Linked DNA regions of Hordeum vulgare: region 1 is linked to region 2. The links are chromatin contacts, called in public Hi-C maps. All regions are on one chromosome and are shown on one strand. The core of a region is the stretch at or near the end of the contact, and the rest is flanking DNA. Distances in the headings are between cores, read along the strand shown. Region 1 holds the start of LOC123398866 (protein transport protein sec31-like). Region 2 holds the start of LOC123397581 (protein MIZU-KUSSEI 1-like).

Region 1 (2,700 bases), core at 66-2,565, 590 kb before region 2:
CGCAAAGCCAGGGCACCCGGGGAACCCAATCGGGAAGAAACCCCAGGTACAGTAATACATGTCAGTGCCCGGCACAATGGGTGGCGGCTCAGCCATTGCCTCGGCTACAAATGGCTGGTGGCAGCTGGAGCACTTTAGTTTGCGCGCCTCGTAGAGACGATCATACTGGTGAATATGGGAGCACCCCTTGCACAATGTCCAGAATGTCGACGCAGGCAATGTGGCAGCCTCCACCGGCGGAGCTGTTGCTCCGGCGGGTGGCTGGGAAGCTGCTTGCAGCAGGCTCGGTTGTGGAGGCGGCGGTGGTTGGGTAGCTGGTTGCAGCGGACTCGGCTGTGGAGACGGCGGTAGCTTGGTAGCTGCTCGCAACGGACTCAAATGTGGAGGTGGCTGTGCCTGGGTAGCTGGTTGCGGCGGGCTCGGCTGTGGAAGCGGCGGTGTCTGGGTAGCTGCCCGCAGCGAACTAGGCTGTGTAGGCGGCGGTGTCTGGGTAGCTGCTCGCAGCGAACTCGGCTGTGGAGGCGGCGGTGTCTGGGTAGCTGCTCGCATCGAACTCGGCTGTGGGGGCCGAGAAGGCTGGGTAGCTGCTTGCAGCCGAGTCGGCTGTGGAGGCGGCGTTGGCTGGGGAGCTGGCCGTACCGGGATCCGCTGTGGAGGTGGCCGTGGCAGGGGAACTGCCCATACCGGGCTCTGCTGTGGAGGCGGCGACGGCTGCGGCCTCCTCTCCACCGCCGGCTGTTGCATCGGTGCGCGAGGTGCAGCGGCGGCATCCAGTTCGGCGTCGAGGGCGGACTTAAGTGCGGCGTTGGAGAGGAAGGCCCACGCATCGGCGACGAGGCGGGCGGCCTCGGCGATGTACACCGAGCAGGGGCGGTCGGGGTGGGACCGGTTGAGGAGGAGGGAGAGCCGGCGGAACTTGGGGTGGACGACGTCCGGGTGGCGCGACGCGGGGTTGGCAGGGTCGAGGCCGAGAACAGCGTAGGGATCGGGCTGGCCGCTGGGCAGTCGGCGGCGCTGGGACGCGAGGAGGACGTCGGCGGCGGCGTAGAGATCCTCAGCGCCCGGGGTACGGGGGTCGGCGGCGATGGCCTGGGAGGAGAACTCCTTGCAGCCCTCGAGGTCCCTCGCCATGAGGAGCTTCTCGGCCACACTCATCCACTTGTCCGCCTGCCGCCGTGCGGCGGCGGCGGCCGGATCCATTGTTGGGTGGAGGGTGGGATTGAGGAGGGTTCGGTGGAGCTCGAATTGGGGATGGATCTTTTTTTTTCCTCTGACGGTCGAATTGGGGATGGATCAGCTGGGTGTGCGTGTGCGATAATAGCGATGTTAACATGGACGATTCCGACACAAACCAACGGCTTTTCATGGGCATTTGACGGCCCAATAGCAATCCGAGTTTTGCTCACTACTACCTCAGAATTCTCTGGTGATTACAAGTGATGGAGCACATGGGCATCACTTGTTTTGCTAAAAAAAACATAGGCATCACTTGTCAGCATAGAGTTCTGTCAAAATTGACAGTGTGTGCTCTTTTCTAGATTTGTCTTCTAAAATTAAAATCCGTGAGTCCAAATTACAAATCGCTTTTAATTCTTGTATTTTTTGCGTCAAGATCTTTAAAATTTGATTCCATGCTAAAAGGCTTTCACGAACTTTCTTCATACGGAATTTGTGCTTCCAACTGCACTAACATATGCCCTCGCAAAAGAAAAAAAAAACAACACTAACCTATAATATCAACGTGAACTAACCCGTACTACAACCTAGTAGTAACTTACTACTGGTTGCGGGCACGCACATGGCGTGACGTCTGAGAGGAATCTCTATGGTGCCAGGTAGGCACACACTGCTTTCACTTCACTGTTTGTACTACTTGATATTATTTCATCAGATTTGATATGTGCAAACTTCTAACTGGAACAATAAGACACACGTGTGCAAAACCAACACAATCCCATAATGGATTCTCATCGGCTACATGAAGTACTGACATTGTCTAACACTGATATGATTGCGTTGTCTCTAGTTATATACTTTACCTACTCTAAATTTTCCACACCTTTTTTTTTGGTATCAAAACGAGTGGAATTAAATGTGGAACACAAGTAGTACAACAAATAGTCGGTAATGGTTCGCCGCAAAACTATAGAGTATACCCACCTGCTCCTATGTGTTTGTGTTCGTCACATCAGTAGCAATTGGGTCCTCCGTTGTCACATCACCAACCGGGGAAACTGTCGCCATAGCCACCTCGTGAGTGAGCACGAACCTGGACGGCCCAGCCGGACTGACAAGATCGCCATTGGTGGTGGTGGTGTGGTGATGCCCTTTCTTGCCATCGTGCTAGTGGGTCCTAAGCTCAATGAGGAACTAGAAGAGCGGGCTCACGAAGGCCTTATGTGGATGAAAGATCGGTCGGCACTCCTGTCCTGGGAATATGGCGGCGAACACCAAGGACGAATGCGATAGGCTCCTCATGTCCATGAACATGTACCAACTCTCTCCAATATGCGTTCTTAGGAAACTCATGCCTTACAAAGAGGAAGAATAGAAGGAAATAAGGAGAGAAACTTGTATAACTCTGACGGGACTAAAATTCAAAACCAACAAAGCAATTTCACTAATCACAACCTTTTTCTAAGAATTCAACCCAAGCCAAGTCTACGAGAAATGCAACCCAAGCCAAGTCTACGAGACTGT
Region 2 (2,700 bases), core at 129-2,628:
AAGCTAAGATAACTAGCTAGCTCGTGATAAAAATTGACATTATTGATGTGATCAGTCATGCTTATTAGGCAACTGATCTGTCAATAACTCGCAGCGAGGATTCAATCACCAATCCACCATACCAAGTGCAAAAGTAACTGCTGTCTAGCATGGACTTGTACTCATTTGAACTTGCTATATTACACATAGTCTCTCTATATATAATCCAATTTCGCCAAAAACCGATGTGATCTACTCGCACGAGTATACATGGAAGACGAAGCACTGGTCTTTCCTTTGTTCACTTCATCCTCACTAGGAAAATGCTGAGCTCCGGTGCGCTGCCGTCGTCGCCTCCGCCACCGTCGCCGCCCGCAACGCCGCCCTCGTGGGGGTTGATCATGTAGAACGCCTCGGAGTCCTTGGACCCGACGACGCGCTCGACGCGGGCGCGCACGTACGTGAGCTCGCCGTCGGGCCCCGCGGGCACGCCGCCGTCCTTCTCGGGCGCGGCCGGCAGCACGCCGGCGCCCATGGACACGCCGCGGAGCAGGCGCATCACGTGCAGCTCGTCGTCGGAGGCGTCCTTGCGGCGGATGGAGTACCCGGCCTTGCGGCCGTTGCAGAAGACGGCCCAGACGTACTCCTCGACGAGCCGGCGGCGCGCGCTGCGGGTGTCGCTCTCCAGCGCCAGCTTGACCACCCCGGATCCGATCTCCTTGTGCAGCGCGCTGGTGAGCATGGGCAGCTCGATGAGGAACACCGGCGGCGCGCGGGTGTCCTCGTGGATGGCCAGGCTCACGCGGCCGCGCCGGTGGCCGAACAGCGTCACCGTCGTGGCGTGGTCCGCGAGGAGGGCCCGGCTGTTGTGCCGGCCCAGCAGCGCCACCATCTTGCACCCCGACGAGAGCATCGGCATGAGCTTGAACATCTTGAAGATCCCTCCATGGCCGCCTCCCTTGCCGCCGCCGCCGCCGCCACCGCCGGCGCTGTCCGGGACCTTCGTCCGGCGCCCGTTTGTGGACGGCCGGAGCAGCGAGCGGAGACTGGGGCCGTCGACGAAAGACGGCATCGATCGCACGGTACTTGCCGAATGCCGATCGAGTTGGTGGAGTGAGGCTTTTTTCTTAAGCAAAGGGGCTTCCCTTGTCGTGCGGATATATAGCCAGCCAGCCAGCCAAAGGGTCGAGGGAACGGGAGCTTGAAGAGGTTGGCCGGTCGTTGTTGCGCTGTGTACCGTAGCATCGTGGAGTCTGGTCGAACTCATCGTTTACCTGCTGCTGCTTGGATCTGTCCGGGCGTCCCCTCTCATTCTGAACGTGACCTGACATGCATTTCCACGTAGTTCGATCCGTGCTGCTTGTGCAATTCTTATGTGCACTTATGTTGTAATGACATCTGTCTACTGAGTACTATATATATATAGTTGGTACCCATGTCTTGTCACGACGAAAAAAATGCATGCAGGTCGTATTAACAGTTTAACACGAATTCTACAATTGGTCCCATTATCTATCTTTGGATTGTTATTACCACGAAAAAATGGTGGAATGTGATGAAATAGGGATTGCTTTTGGAATTTAGTACTCCCTCCGTTCCTAAATATAAATCTTTTAAACGATTTCACTACATGTCTATATACGGAGCAAAATGATTGAATGTACACTCTAAAGTATGTTTATATACATCCGTATGTAATACACTAATGAAATCTCTACAAAGACTTATATTTAGGAACGGAGGGCCGGAGTACGTGTTTTTTTCACAGGGTAAATTTAGACTTCTTACTTGTACAAATACAATTTGGTGCACCTCCTTTTGGCAGTGCCAGTGCGCCTAATCTTTTGTGATGCAAGAGTAGACGTGCAAACAATGTTTTCCTTTGATTTGTTACGACAAATTTTGGTCACCGACCTTCTCTATGCTATTTTTTTGAGCAAAAAAGATTTTCCCCCGATTTCCATTAATAGGAACCAATAGAGGTTCGCAAGACTAAGACCCAAAGCCTACCATGAGAACTAAAACAGTACTCCCTCCATCCGAAAATACTTGTCATTGAAATGGATGTATCTAGATGTATTTTAGTTTTAGATACGTCATTTTTATCCATTTGTGCGACAAGTAATTCCGGACGGAGGGAGTACCTGGGACGAGTAACAAAGCAAGGTGGAATCATAAGAGTAAAGACGCAACTCACTCCTATGGCTCAAAATCTGTGTGCTATAGCAAAAAGGGGGAGGAGGCAAGGAGCCAAAATGACCTTGCAAACCCCAAATGTGGTGAAGAAATAGAAACTACAGTTAAGCAGGCAACATCACAAATGAGATCATAAACAACATCACCGAGGAGGCAACATGTCACATATTTCTCCCCCCCCCCCCCCCTTCAACCACCCTCTAAGAAATTGTAACCAATGCAATGGTGGACACTATTCTTGATCACCTGGTTGAACAATAAAATCTAAAATGAAATAAACAGTTCTAAGTTTTTTACAACAAACAACTGTTGTTCTACTCACATGTTCATATTGCTCTATAACCGAAGAAGGAAAAAATCAAACCTCCGAAATGCTTCAAAAAGACCTTTTTCAGAGCATTGTTTTTTTTACTTTTTATCGAGAACGCCACGAATGTCATTCCTTCTAAAACATTCACATGTCGGTAGAACATTCTATCATGTTTGCTACAAAAATATTCAGAATTATTATTTTGTACTGATTTA

Evidence for each region. Hi-C and Micro-C count contacts between places; a contact is called where the count stands out from the background.
Region 1: a Hi-C map of leaf shows a contact between it and region 2, with 3 times the contacts expected there. The contact joins the promoter of LOC123398866 here to the promoter of LOC123397581 in region 2. A contact is called at or near these places in 1 of 6 Hi-C or Micro-C datasets (leaf) and 1 of 1 datasets of contacts at active chromatin or transcription factors (embryo).

Annotation. Positions count from the first base shown.
Region 1 is chr5H:465,196,705-465,199,404 of MorexV3_pseudomolecules_assembly, reverse strand. It overlaps LOC123398866 (protein transport protein sec31-like), which reads right to left and starts at 1,315. Exons shown (of 1, transcript XM_045093312.1): 1 at 1-1,315. The coding sequence starts at 1,200.
Region 2 is chr5H:464,609,148-464,611,847 of MorexV3_pseudomolecules_assembly, reverse strand. It overlaps LOC123397581 (protein MIZU-KUSSEI 1-like), which reads right to left and starts at 1,378. Exons shown (of 1, transcript XM_045092118.1): 1 at 127-1,378. The coding sequence starts at 1,246. The coding sequence ends at 281.